2 separate regions of the Mus musculus genome follow, and region 2 is linked to region 1. The links are chromatin contacts, called in public Micro-C maps. All regions are on one chromosome and are shown on one strand. Each heading gives the region's core, a stretch centred on a gene start, on an enhancer-like site or on the middle of the called end of the contact. The rest is flanking DNA. Distances are from core to core; before and after follow the strand shown.

The links. Hi-C and Micro-C count contacts between places; a contact is called where the count stands out from the background.
Region 2: a Micro-C map of the AtT-20 cell line shows a contact between it and region 1, with 6 times the contacts expected there. The contact joins the promoter of Ascl1 here to the enhancer-like site in region 1. A contact is called at or near these places in 1 of 39 promoter capture datasets (embryonic stem cells), 14 of 484 Hi-C or Micro-C datasets (the AtT-20 cell line, cerebral cortex, cortical neurons and 5 more), 10 of 115 datasets of contacts at active chromatin or transcription factors (astrocytes, embryonic forebrain, embryonic hindbrain and 6 more) and 2 of 9 other capture datasets (embryonic stem cells and pancreatic islet).

What each region holds. Positions count from the first base shown.
Region 1 is chr10:87,262,596-87,269,776 of GRCm38.p6, reverse strand. It overlaps 4930555G07Rik (RIKEN cDNA 4930555G07 gene), which reads right to left. Exons shown (of 3, transcript NR_165498.1): 2 at 4,515-4,662. Among named protein-coding and RNA genes, the nearest start is that of 4930555G07Rik, 36 kb to the right of the region's middle. Within about 2 kb of position 3,171, at least 2 of the 459 cell types and tissues checked have an H3K27ac peak or open chromatin away from gene starts, as enhancers often do. A contact at or near this core is called in the AtT-20 cell line, where this site is marked.
Region 2 is chr10:87,488,356-87,495,376 of GRCm38.p6, reverse strand. It overlaps Ascl1 (achaete-scute family bHLH transcription factor 1), which reads left to right and starts at 1,717. Exons shown (of 2, transcript NM_008553.5): 1 at 1,717-3,024; 2 at 3,386-4,558. The coding sequence starts at 2,289. The coding sequence ends at 2,984.

The DNA.
Region 1 (7,181 bases), core at 1,922-4,421:
TAACATGCTTGAGTTCCAGTCCTGCATCCTTTGGTGATCAACAGCAATGTGGAAAGTATAAGCTGAATAAACCCTTTCCTCCCCATCTGCTTCTTGGTAATGATATTTGTGCAGGAATAGAAACCCCGACTAAGATATATATATATATCTTAGTTATATATGTATATATATATATGTATATATATATATACATATATATATATATGTGTGTGTGTGTGTGTGTGTGTATGTGTATATATATATATATAGTGTGTGTGTGTGTGTGTGTGTATGTGTGTATATATATATATATATAGTGTGTGTGTGTGTGTGTGTGTGTGTGTGTATTCTATACATAATTGTGCTGGCTGGGAGCACTGGTACAATGTTGACTTGATGATGAAGACCCTTTGACTTAACTATGATTTTATACAGAATAGTCATGCATTCACACATGCATAGCTTGCTTCAGATTTTTTATACATGCCATACCTCTTCCCATTCAGCTTGCTGTGTCAGTGTGATCAGAACCTTCATCTGTTACATACACTTGCCCCCCTCTACCCATCCTCCCTCTGAATTAGCCTTACTCCTTTACTCACTTTGCTTTTCCAAAATGTATTCCCTGCAGGAGGGTCTCACTACAACAGTATTGCATGGGTCCTTAATGCTGATAATATTTTAGGTGTTCTTATAATCCATAAAGTCAGTTTTAGTGTAGGTAAAATCCTTAGCTCAGACTTTCTTCTAAGTATCTAAGTGATACTGTTCAGTTTTATTCTGGAATAGCATGGTGCTACTGGAGGTTTTGAGGGAATATAGTTTTATAGTTTTAATTTCCATGTAAACCATATGTATGATTCCTTTTAGATGCCCAAAATATCTTTTAAAATGGCATCAAAATATCCTTGGGAGGTCTGCTCTTTTCTGAAAGTAAACAGAGGTGTAGTAGATCTGGGAGAATGCCTAGGTGTGTGTGTGTCGGCGGGGGGGTCACTCAGGGAGGGAAGGGAAAGAGTAATCTGTATGAGAGAAAAAAATTAAAAATCCAAAAAACAGCATCAAGATGTACTAGATGTGTAGAATAAATATAAGCTGCCCGTGTAAAACATTGGCAGTATAGAGAATAAAGGACATCTCTATATTGAGCTATTTCTACTACATCTGCTCCCAGGGTTCTGGGGTCATCTCAGAAGAGTAGAAGGAATGGAAGACTACAGAAAATCTGTATTTTCTGGTCACAGGAAGGCAGTTACACATATGAATTTCCAGCGGTTCTAAAAGGACACAAGACATACACAATATCAAGCCACACAAAGTGCCAGCATGGGACGTGAATGTGGACGTGATGTATTCCCCACAGGATGAGTTGCTGTTGGTAACTGAGGACTGTTTGGATAAGGAGAGTCTGTTGTCACAAGGGGTGCATTCCTTGGGAGGCTACACCCTCCAGTGGGTGTCCTAACACACAAGCATATACTGACAGCACTATGTAGACTCAGTGATCATTTTTAAAGGACACATGAAATTGATAGAGATTAAAGTTGGAGGTGAGTGATAGGAGAAGAGTCAGGGGGAAGGGAATAGGGGTGGCCTTGATCAAAACATTGCGTGTCTTCATGAGATTCCCACAAACAGTGAAAGTTAAAAAATAGATCAAAGAACCAAGATATTTCTTTAAAGAGTGAAAAGCAGGAAAGGATCATTTATTTAATGTGTCCATATTAGAAAGATGGACACAGAAGAAGGGAAACCCCCAAAGTCTGTCCTTTGGGTCCTCATATGAGAGTAAGGTTTAACTAGAGAGCTAAGATCTGAGTCTCTTTTGCAAGGTTGCCTGACAACTTGTAAATATTTTTCCAGGAGACAAGGACTCTATCTGCTTGTAGCTACCTTCTCTAGCTATAGATTTCTCCTCTGGCTGTAGATTCCTCCTCTGGCTATACTGCCCTCCTCTGGTTGCCCCCGAAGGTTTTAGTCTTAGCTTCTTTCAACCAAAGATTTCCAATCTGATAGCCAAAGAAATAGGAACAAGCGTCCCTTGAATACTCCCATTCGTGCCCAGCATGCCAGCTACCTTCTCCGGTAACTTAAACTTTTCTTTAGCACCCAGCTTTGTGGCAACGTGCCTGTGTCTGAAACAAACACCACAAACACAAAACAAGTGGGATTCAGGGTTAGACCATGTTCAGTTGGTGTCAGGTTAGCATGCTTAAGAACCCTTTCTCCATAATCTCCTGGCTTAGAGTTATTTTTGGAAGGGCTGGCACAAGCAACTCCATCTTTTTAGTCTGAAACAGGATCTCCACATGAAGCCTAGGCTAAACTCCAACTTAGTTCTCCTCAACTAACCTGCAAGTTCTATATAACTTCAATTCACACCCCACCAATAAGCTGATCCCGAAATTTACATAAGAGATCAACAGATCAGGAAATTTTATTTTGAGCTAAGCAACATCCTCACCATACAAGACCCGTTAGAAATGTGTACTAATTAACATTGTGACCCTGGAACAAGAGCAGGTAAATAGATCAGCCAATGAGTGCACAGAATCAGGAAACAAGGAAACACACCTGAACATCTGAACTCTAAGTTAAAATTATATCCCAGAATTTTGTTTTAGAGGCTGAAATCAGTACTGGGGATGGGGGGCACTCAGGTTTCCTTGTTCCCAGATTTTGAGCTGAGATTGAATTATAATAAGAGCTACTCTCAAAGGGTCAGCCTGTGGCTTTGCCTTCATACACAAAAAATAACATAAAATTGGGGTGTTCAATATGTATACAGGCTATTCTTTGGCTATATATCATGACAGAGTGGGAAATGTCAAAGCAGGTAGGAAATGTCAATTGTAGAGTTCTTTTTGGCAACAGCTCATTGTGAGAGATGTCTGTTTTCTATTAAGAGCAGAATACAACAACGGAAACAAAAGCACCACAGACATTCACAGATAGCCCTCCTCTTCAAAACAGAATAAATTAATAATAATAAATAATGATTAAGAATAATGGCTGATGGAGAGTGTCCTTCGATTCTGGACCATATAATTTGTAGTAGCAAAATCTAAACACAATTAACTAGGCAGTTGCAACTTCCATCCTGGTTTAATGGTGAGATTTTGAGCCTATGGAGATGAGATGCTAAAGTGGATCTATGTGTATCAGAGACTTAAACTGGCCCTGTTACTTACTGCTCTTACTAGGTCCCTAGGAAATGTTTCTCTTGCCCTGAACTGACACCTTGCCAGCCTTCACACCAGAGTAAAGACAACAAAGTGCATTTATGAATAGCAACCAGGCATGTGTCTTTGAAAATAGCCTTTTGGATGAAATCAACATTATGTTTTGGGTAAAAATGATTTTATTAGCCAGAAGTGTACAGGTGACAAGTAGTCACTTTCAGAAAAGGAACTGATTTGAAAAGTGTGTGTGAAACCTGGAGAGCGCTGTTTCCTGAAACAGGAGTAGCAGAGCCCTGGGTATGGACTTGGCTTCACATTGTTGACACACGAAGAAGCTCTTTTTAATTAACTGGCCAGGAACTTAATATCTTCACATATGCAAGGCAAGTCGGCTAGCCCAGGCAACCAGATACAGCAGCTTTGTCTCTTAGTTCTGCGGCCTTGGCTTGCCAGGGAGCCTCCTAAGTCAAGGGCATTAAGACTGGATCTTAAGTAATGGTTTTGTACTCAAGTGTTCCTTGGGAAAATTAGGATATGCTGAGCACTGGCAAAAAGTACAAAGTGACCTTGCAAATTAAAAATCGACAACAAGAAGAATAAACCAAAAGAAGCCAGATTAAAATATTCAAAAGATTAATTTGCTGAACAGCATGTGAGCCTCATTGAATGAGAGATCTTTGGAGCTTTGGCAATGTATGAAGCTGGAATTAAACAGAGCATCCATGAGCCTTATCTGCTTTTGCTTAACTTGTTCCTAAGCCATGCCTAATAATCAGAAATCTGTGGTTTGCTATCTTAGGTCATATTTTAAAGGCATATTTTTCATCTTAGTAGGAATATCACATTCTGGTTGTGTCCTTCTTAATGGATCCCTGGACTATCTATCACCTTAACAAAATTAAGAATAGTTATCCTGAAAATAGAATAGGATTTCTTCTTATTTCCTTATCTTGATATTTTGTAGTTCTGATACATGTAGTACTTCCCTCCTACGTATAAATACATTCTTAGGTGTATTTATACAAGTCTTTAGATTTTCCTTTGCTCCCTTTTTGTGCTCACTCAGCTGGGTTCACAGATTGTCTATGAGATATTTACATTTACATTATATTTATAAGATAATTATAACTTAAGGTCAGTTACTAAAATTCCTATGTATTTATAAATTCTCACCACCAGAATTCATGTATGCTTTCTCATAAAAAAAAGTTCTGAAGGCAGGCATGATTCCTTGTTTATATTCCTGTAATCCATAAAACCTAGAAAAGACCCAGTAAATTATTCTATGAGTCACCTACAGTTTGCATACCAAATATCATAACACCCATGTCCCTTCACTCAGTAAATACTTACTAAGCCACAATAAGACTTAAGTCTGGAGAGACCGGAATGACGGACAGGATGGTGGGCTGCCTGAGTCTCAGCCTGGTGTGGCCACTGTGGGTCCCTGGTAGAGAATGATCCCTCAATTCATCAGGAGTCACAGAGGAATGGAGATAGGCTAGAGAGAAAGGCAAAAGGAGCATCAGGAAAACAACATCAATAACAACAAAGCCTCAGCTCAGCATCATATACCACCAAGTAAAACCTCCATTGCCAAGAATAGGTTAAAGCTTATTTAGTGCTGACCATTAGAGGTCCCATAGTCCCTACCCAAACACCACAGGCTATTGATAAGGCTACTGGTTATTTTCCACAACAAGGTAGTAAGGCTCTGTTGATGAAGATGGCATATACTCATGTCATCAAACATAGAGAAGTAGAGCTGGTGCCTAACCCCTAATGACAACACCCAGGGCACCAGAAAGTACTCTGCATGCTACTACAGGAGATAAGTAATCAACAGTGTTTCCCATATAGAAACCCTGTTACCTACAACTGGGACCTGCCTGAAAGATATGCTAGTTAAATACTGGCACAAATGTTATGGGAATAGCCAACTATTTTTTTGTTGGATAACATGAGATGTAACCCATACTTAATACCACTAAAGGAACTGAGAATCTGAGACTAGATAGGTCATAATGCCAGGGGAAACCTCTTCCTATTAATCTGCTAAAGGAATATACCAATAAAATGAGATGCATTGCTATGTCAGCATTCAGTGTGCTTCTCAACTCTCACCCAAGAAGCTTTGTCTTGCTGTAGATGGGAATTAACACAGAGATCCACAACTGGACAAGTGCAGAGAGTAATAGACCTTGGAGCACTCTGTCTAAATGGGATGTAGTCCCTAAACTCCCCCCTCGCCCCCTACAGATCTAGGGATCTATGCAAAAAAAAGAAGCAGAAAGATTGAAAGAGCCAGAGGTGATGGAGGAATTCAAGGAAATTGTGTTATCTAGACACAACAGGACTGATGCACACATGAACTCATAGAGACTTTGGAAGCACACATAAGACCTGCACAGGTTCAAGCCATAGACATCCAAGCAATGCAAAGGAGGAAGAAAACACAAGGTCCCAATCAAGGAGCTACTTACAACAGATGCCAGCTGGAAAAGGAACAGTCAGTTTTTTCCCCAAAGGAGCATCACTGGGTATATCAACCACACCCTGGGCACGCACCCCAGCAAGTCGTAGCAGCCAAGACAAACTGGACTCCATGATTTGGAGGCTTTATTTTTGTGAGAATTTTCGTTTTTGGCTTGCTTTGGCTTACTTTGGTTTTGTTTTTGTTTTTTGTTTTTGTTTGTTTTGGTTTGGTATTTTGGGTTGTTTGTTTGTTTGTTTGTTTGTTTGTTTTCAGATGGGGTTTCTCTGTATAATAGCCTTGGCTGTCCCAGAACTCATTGAGATCCATGTGCTTCTGCCTCCCTAGTCTCAAGATTAAAGGTGTGCACTACTACATCTGACTTGTTTTGTTGTTGTTTGTTTATTTGTTTTGTTTATTGTCATATTGGTTTTTTTGTTTGTTTTATTTTATTTTTGTTTTGTTTTAAGGTAGAGAATGAAGATGGATGAACAGAGTTGGATGGATAAAGTGTTGAGAAGGACCTGGGAGGAACTAAGGGAGGGGAAGTATATAATCCAAATAAAGAATATGAAAGAAAATTCAAATAAGCATAAATATTTATTAAGATTCTGCTGTGTCAAAGAAATCATTATATTTCTCATGAAGTAACTTTTCATAAAATGACAAAGGATGAAAACACAGACCTTCAAAGCAAGAAAGAGATTTGGAGTATTTCAGCTTAACATGTCTATCTGAGGAAAGCTTGCAAGAATTTTCAAAAGTGAGTTTGCAAAAACTAACTCTGCAAGAGTAAATGCCAGGCTGAAAAGAAAAAATAGCTGGTGACTGGTGGAATTAGAATTAATACCTAGACCTAGTAACTTTGCTACCAAAACCTCCCTACTTATGAGCTGATCAAAGTGTTTTGGAAATACATTTATGATTAAGAAAGTCTTATGTGTCTGTCATCTGCTGTACCAGGAAGTTGTGCTTGGTCACAGTTTGTCATAATAAAGCTACCTTAATAAATGTACATTCCAAAGGTTTAGAATCAGAGTCAAGGAACTTAGCATGGCACCATTTAACTCATCGAATTTACCTTCAGGAAATTCTAGTAACAGTACAAGATACATACCAAGAACTATGATGAAGATTACTAATTGAAGGTTTCTTATTAAAATATTCAATCAGAGATTTTGCTACAGCTATATGATAAAAGACCAAACCCTTTCAGAGGACATGTAATCAGACATCAAAATATGGCATGGTATTAAGGTATATCTAATGTAATCCAATTCAACATTTAAAATGTAAAGTTGCATGAGTGCACTAATATGTTCTCTGGAAAATCAACTACAAATTTTAACTCATTCTTCTTGAATAACGCAATTACTACTGATCTTGGTTTTGTCCTTTTTTAAAATATATTTTCTGCTACGTGGTCTTATAAAATAAGCATGAATTAACATGTAGTAAAAAGAATGTTGTCTTGAAGATATATGTGTGTTCACAGTACACCTAGCAAATAGCCAAGCTAAGTAGCCACTCAGTGGATTTAATTTAGG
Region 2 (7,021 bases), core at 468-2,967, 230 kb before region 1:
TCATCCTTGTGGACCCTTTAGAATGACCCATCTCCACAAAAAGAAACTCAGCTAGAGCAATTCTCCCAGCCAGAAGTGGTGACCAATGCTCATATTTTCCGTACTGGGGAGGCTAAGGTTGGAAGATTGTCAAGAGGCCAGCTTAGGCTATGCAATGAGACACTTAAAAATGGCTCCGATCATGATTAAAATAATAATAACGACGATAAAATAACTAGAAGCCATTATCCTAGTACTTCACCATAATCATTACTGAACTCCAGTCCTTGATCAGACCTGGTGACTTCTGGACAAAACTACCAGAAGAGTGCCCTCCGCCTAGTTCTGCCTGTGTAGACCCGACCAGAGACTACCCCAGGGTGCACCAGAGCAGTCTGAGACCTTTGCCTGCAGTGCTTTGCTTTTCTAAGCTGGACTGGGTTCGGACAGAGTGCCAGCCTGAGGGCCCGGGAATGCGCCTGGGCAGGCACTGTCCCAGCAGCCCGGTGACCGCTGCAGGCACCTCCCCTTCTCTCGCGGTGCCAGCACACGGCCTCAGCGGGCTCCGCTCCCAGTCGCCTGCCACCGGTCCGCCAGGCACACGCCTGGGGCGGGATAGAGGCTGCGCCAAGGCCTCCAAGGCGCCTGAGACAGGGAGGGACAAGGAGGGAAGACTTTCAGTTAGCTCAAATCCAGTCACTCTTTATTCCACACAGCCCACAGCTTCTTTCTCCAGAAGATCTGAAATATCCCAGAATGCCCTCCTTTCCCATAGCGTCTAGCAAGCATCTTTCAGAGGAGTGGCGGCTGTTATAGAGGGCCAGAAACAGATAACCCTGAGTGCCTTCCTGCATACACTTCCCCACACCACTGTGTCTCACAAAAGCTAGCCTCCAACTTATTCTCCTGCCTCAGCTTCTTAGGGAACTGTCAACCTATCCTGTTCATGACTCCCTATCCTTCCCACCCTTAGCGAGTTGTGCCCAGCACATCCAATCCTTGAAGCTGAATGGAACAGCAGTGGCAACCCCATATGGCTGCAGAGGGAAAGGCTGCTCAGACAGGGTAGAACTTACTGAGACCACAAAGCTAGTGAGAGGACTCAAGTTCTCATACAGAGAGACCACTAGTGTGCAAACGCTCTCCCCTCCTACCTTCCTAAACCTAATGGCAAACATTTTATTTTTTAGGGTCACAAAGAATCCTCCGGAGTTACTGCGGAGAGAAGAAAGGGGGGAAGCAGAAGCCCAGCCCTCCACTTCCAAGAGTTCCCTTTGCCACTTTTTCTGCCTAAACCCTTCCCTGAATTTTCTTCCAAGTTCTCAGGAGACTCCAAAGACACTTTTCCCTCCAGACTTTCCACCTAGGCACCCCAAGTCCAGGAGTTATTTGCCCCCCCCCTTTTTTAAAAAGGCCCCCATTTCTAGAGCCACCCCCTGGCTCCCGGAGCCACCGCCCCGAGCGCGCGGCCTGTTTATTCAGCCGGGAGTCCGGCACGCGCCGGGCGCACGCACTGCAACAACAAACCAGGCTGAATGGAGAGTTTGCAAGGAGCGGGCGCGGGCAACTGGAGGGGGGGGGGGCGAGAGGGAGGGAGCTGAGGAGGTGGGGGAAGAGGAGGGGTAGTGGGGGCTGCAGCCGCTCGCTGCAGCAGCGGGGAGTGGGGGGCGAGGCGGGGCCAGGGCTGCGCGTGGGGCTGGGTGTCCCATTGAAAAGGCGGCCGCACCGCAGCCGCCCAGCAGTCTCTCACTTCTGGCCAGGGAACGTGGAAGGCGTACCGGCTGGGAGCCGGTTAGGGAGGGCGAATTGGGGGGAACGAGAGAGCAATTAGAAAGAAAGGGGGTTCAACCAAATAATCCCAGAAGCAGGCTCAAGCCCAGGCTGGAGCAAGGGAGAGCGGGCGCAAGAAAGCGCAGCCCCGGAGCAGCTCCACCTGGCAGAGTGCGCTCGGCACTGACTTTTGCGGCTGCTTTCCTTTTCCCTTTCCTCTTTTAAAACCGAGAAGGCGCCGGCGGCGGCCGCACACGCGAGCGCCACGCGAGGCTCCCGAAGCCAACCGCGGCGGGAGGAGGGGAGGGAGGAGGCGGCGCAGAGGGAAGACGATCGCCCAGGCACCTTCCTCCGCTGCAGCCTGACAACTCTGCCTCCTTCTGCGCGTTTCTTCCCCTTTAACTTTCCTCCGGGGCTCGTTTCTCCCCTCTCCTTTTTCTTCGTCCCCCTTTGATCGTGCTTCGCAGCCCCGCTTCCTTCAAGGGCTCTGCGCACCCTGCGTCCCCAACTCGTTCTCCCCCGCGACAGTTTGGCCCGGCATGGAGAGCTCTGGCAAGATGGAGAGTGGAGCCGGCCAGCAGCCGCAGCCCCCGCAGCCCTTCCTGCCTCCCGCAGCCTGCTTCTTTGCGACCGCGGCGGCGGCGGCAGCGGCGGCGGCCGCGGCAGCTCAGAGCGCGCAGCAGCAACAGCCGCAGGCGCCGCCGCAGCAGGCGCCGCAGCTGAGCCCGGTGGCCGACAGCCAGCCCTCAGGGGGCGGTCACAAGTCAGCGGCCAAGCAGGTCAAGCGCCAGCGCTCGTCCTCTCCGGAACTGATGCGCTGCAAACGCCGGCTCAACTTCAGCGGCTTCGGCTACAGCCTGCCACAGCAGCAGCCGGCCGCCGTGGCGCGCCGCAACGAGCGCGAGCGCAACCGGGTCAAGTTGGTCAACCTGGGTTTTGCCACCCTCCGGGAGCATGTCCCCAACGGCGCGGCCAACAAGAAGATGAGCAAGGTGGAGACGCTGCGCTCGGCGGTCGAGTACATCCGCGCGCTGCAGCAGCTGCTGGACGAGCACGACGCGGTGAGCGCTGCCTTTCAGGCGGGCGTCCTGTCGCCCACCATCTCCCCCAACTACTCCAACGACTTGAACTCTATGGCGGGTTCTCCGGTCTCGTCCTACTCCTCCGACGAGGGATCCTACGACCCTCTTAGCCCAGAGGAACAAGAGCTGCTGGACTTTACCAACTGGTTCTGAGGACCTGCCAGGCTCTCCTGGGAATGGACTTTGGAAGCAGGTACGCTTCATGTGGGGATGGGCAGAGCCTTTCTTGACTAGGTCCCTTTTTCTTTTTCGGTGTGGAGGGGGGAGTTCACGGAAGGTAGGGGCTGTCTCCAGGAACCCAGGGGTGAGAGGAGGTTACTATGTTGTTAGTTTGTCCATCTCAAGTGCTAGTGTGTTAACTTCAGTCTTGGCCCCTGAGAGTGGCTTTGCCCAAGTTTCCAAGAGCAGAAGGTCGAGGTGAGGCATAGAGACCCTGCGTATTGAGTCCTGGGACTTTGTCCAAAGAGATGTTTTACCTGACAGATTCTCCAAGCCTGAATAGCTTCTACCACACCCCTTCAAGTTCACACTAACCTCTCTTGTTTCTGTTACAGGATGGCAGCAGATCCTGCATCTTTAGTGTTTCTCGCCAACGACGTCAAATGGGGAGGCAGAAAAACAAGGGGAAAAAAGAAGAAGAAATGAAACAAACAAACCAGACAGCCAACCTACAGGGGCACCTTCACTAAGATGCAATGTTCTCAGCAAACAGGGGTGGGCTCCAACAGTGTCTCTGCATTCCAACATCATTTCCAGACACGAGAAGAGTGACTGGTGTCTGAACCTAAGCCCGAATCACAGATGGGTTCCTTTCCTGGAGCAAGAGCGTCACACACACACACACACACACAGACAGACACTATATTAACTCCCAACCACTAACAGGCAGGGCTGGAAGCGCGCATGTGCAAGTGCCTTCACCTCCCACTCTCTGTCAGAGCTGTCTTAGCCCCCTGAAACTGGGTTGATGTCTTTCCTCAGTCACCCCCATTCCAGCGATCTATGGACATTTGCCTCCATTGAAGCAACGTCAGTTCTCGGACAGCCTTTCCCTCTCCTGGTGGCCTCCTCCCCAAACCCCACATCGCCCTCCCACGGTCTTTGCTTCTGTTTTCTTCATAGAATGCTTCCAATCTTTGTGAATTTTTTTATTATAAGAAAAAAATCTATTTGTATCTATCCTAACCAGTTTGGGGATATATTAAGATATTTTTGTACATAAGAAAAAGAGAGAGAAAAAATTTATAGAAGTTTTGTACAAATGGTTTAAAAATGTGTATATCTTGATACTTTAACATGTAATGAGATTACCTCTGCGTACTTTAGATATGTAGTTCATCTTACAACTGCCATCCCCACCCCCATCCCCAGTGTGGTTTTGGAAAGAACTCTCCTCATAGGTGAGATCTAAATGCCACCAGAATGACTTCAGCACCAATGTGTCTTACTTCACAGAAACGTGGTTAATGTATTAATGATGTTATTAAAAAAAACTGTTCAAGAAGAACAAAAGTTTATGCAGCTACTGTCCAAACGCAAAGTGGCAGCCCGTTGGTTCCCATAGGTTGCCTTTTGGAAGTTTCTACCATTGCCTTCCCCCTCACACCCACCCCTTACTGTTTTATTACAAACTTACAAAAAAAAGTGTATAACCCTGTTTTATACAAACTAGTTTTGTAATAAAACTTTTTCCTTTTTTATATAAAAAGAAGAGAGAGAGAGAATGATCAGCTGCCTCTATGTCTTCTTTGGCTCTGTTGTTGTTGTTGTTGTTGCTGCTGCTGCTGCTGCTGCTGCTGCTGCTGCTGCTGGCTAAGCTATCAAAATACCCAAAGGGGAGGGTGGTGCCAAGGGTGTACAGTGGCAGAACTGAGAGAGATAAGTGCTTCAGCTGGTCCTACTGCTGCAGTATCTTTACGAGGATTGTGGGAGCAAGTGGGGGGTGGGAGGGGGCCCTTCTCTTCCATTCCCCATACATGTCCACAGCTCCTAGGGAAATACATGGTAATATGTGGCTACATCATCTCACCATACACTATGCATTTTTAACAAATCTCCAAACAGTAGCCTGGGAAGAGATGCTTTTCATCTCATTTCCACTCAGCTCATTTGAGGATATATTTGTAAGGAGATGGGAACCGAATGCTAGGAGATCTGAGTTAGTCTAAGCCTGGGTCCCTGGAAGGTGCTGAAAGCTGTTGCTTGGATTATGTCTCCCTCTCTACAAACAAACTTCAGGGATGGGGTTCCAAGCACTTACTTTCTCTCTCTCTCTCTCTCTCTCTCTCTCTCACTCTCTCTCTCTCTCTCTCTCTCTCTCTCTCTCTCTCTATATATATATATATATATATATATATATATATATATACACACACACACACACACACACACACACACACCACACACTTTCCATCCCAATTTAAAGCAAAAGGTGCATAGGATACAAATTCCTTGCAGAAGGAATTAGACTTTAATATGTAAATGTAGTACAAATGTGTGGTCGCTTTGAGACACTGGCCTATCTAAGCCGGTGACTCCATCCCAATAGCGTGAGCAGCGTGTAAAAGTACCCAATTACCAAGATTCAAAAAGAAATTGGTGGGTTTTTTGGCTGGCTTGCTTCTTGTCAGTTAGGAAGGACGTGATTAGAATCCTACTCTGCCTCTCGCAGGCTCCTTGCTCGCTGCCTGCATCACTTGTAGATTCAGTTTGCGTGTCTCCAGCCAAGCGGAAAGCCAGGCGCAAAATGCATCTTACAAAACCCAACAAAGAGCCAGGAGCAGGCACGTCTTCCAGAGTTAAAAATCTAGTCTGTGTTGGTATATCTATACCATTTAGTGGCACAGAATAACCTTTAAGAAAAAAGCCGCTATGCGTGCAGCATGCCATGGCGTCTGATGTCATTTTGCTAAATGACCCTCTATAGAATGCACATGGAGGCTTCAGTCCTTTTCATAAAGATGGGCGTAATTAAGGGGAAAAAATCAGTAAATTCCCCATCGCCATAAATAATCGGACTTTCTGCCAGCAGTGGGCCAATTTAGAGCTTACTTGGGGGAAGCAGGGCTTCTGTAGTAGTGGCTTTTGTTTTTTATCTTATTTGAAAGACCAGAGCTAGGCGCCCCCACCCCCCCCCCCTGCCCCTGTTCCCGTTCCTGTTCCGTTTGATTTAGCTGCCTAAGGTATGCAAAGAAAGTGTTGCAAGTCATTTATGGCTATGAATATAACATTAGGATAATGTTTCAACCCCTACAAAAGGGATTTTTTTCTCCTCCTTCTTCTTTTGCCTGTAAGGACAGGTGTTCTTTTACCCGTTTCTGAATGGGAAATATCAAGACTCAGTTAAACTCTGGGTAAAGTTAGTGGATTGTTTGCCACAATGTGAAGGCAAACTCCAAAAATTCACAAAACACACACACACACACACACACACACACACACACACACACACACACACACACACACAATTTTGCCTAAGCTAGGAATGGGCAAAATCTCATTACATCTGCTCTAATCGCTTAGCAACACAAAGCCGGGGCTTGTGCAGCGAAGGGAAGCCATTCACAGAGCTCTGACAGGCCGCATTCAGTCAGCATTAGTCAGCTCCATAAATCACCGCTGCCCATTGGCTGCGCGGCGGGCTTAGGTCTGTCAGCGAAATACAAAATGTAGACCCCAGCGGCCAGCAATCGTGCGCCCTCCGCCCCATTTTAAGCCTGGGGGGGGCACTCTGGGGAAGACTTGGTTTGTGTTATTGACTGAGAGATCTTACCTATTCTCTAAACAGCCTGGAGATCAAGACCACTAGTTAAGGCTGAAAATCTGCCTGAAATAGAGGAGGGGAGCTGGGGCGTGAAGTGGATGAGAAAGGAGGGAAGGAAAGAAAAAGGGGAGGGCGGGAGGGAGAGAGGAGGAGCATTAGCTAGCACTGGAGCTGGCTGCATAGCTCCTCCTCTGAGCCTGGGATGGAGAGCTACTAGGCCACATGCCTTCCCTCTCAAATTCAGTCTTTTAACATTGCAAGTAGGAGCCTATGAATGGAGAATGGTCCAGGTAGACCCATCAGGCAATGGGGAAAAAAAGCTATTTTGCAGTCTTCTCCCCCGAATTTCAAAGGCGAGTAGGGCTGACTTACAGCATAGGAGGCAGAAGCATCCTTTCCTACTCTACCTTACCACAGGGGCATTAGA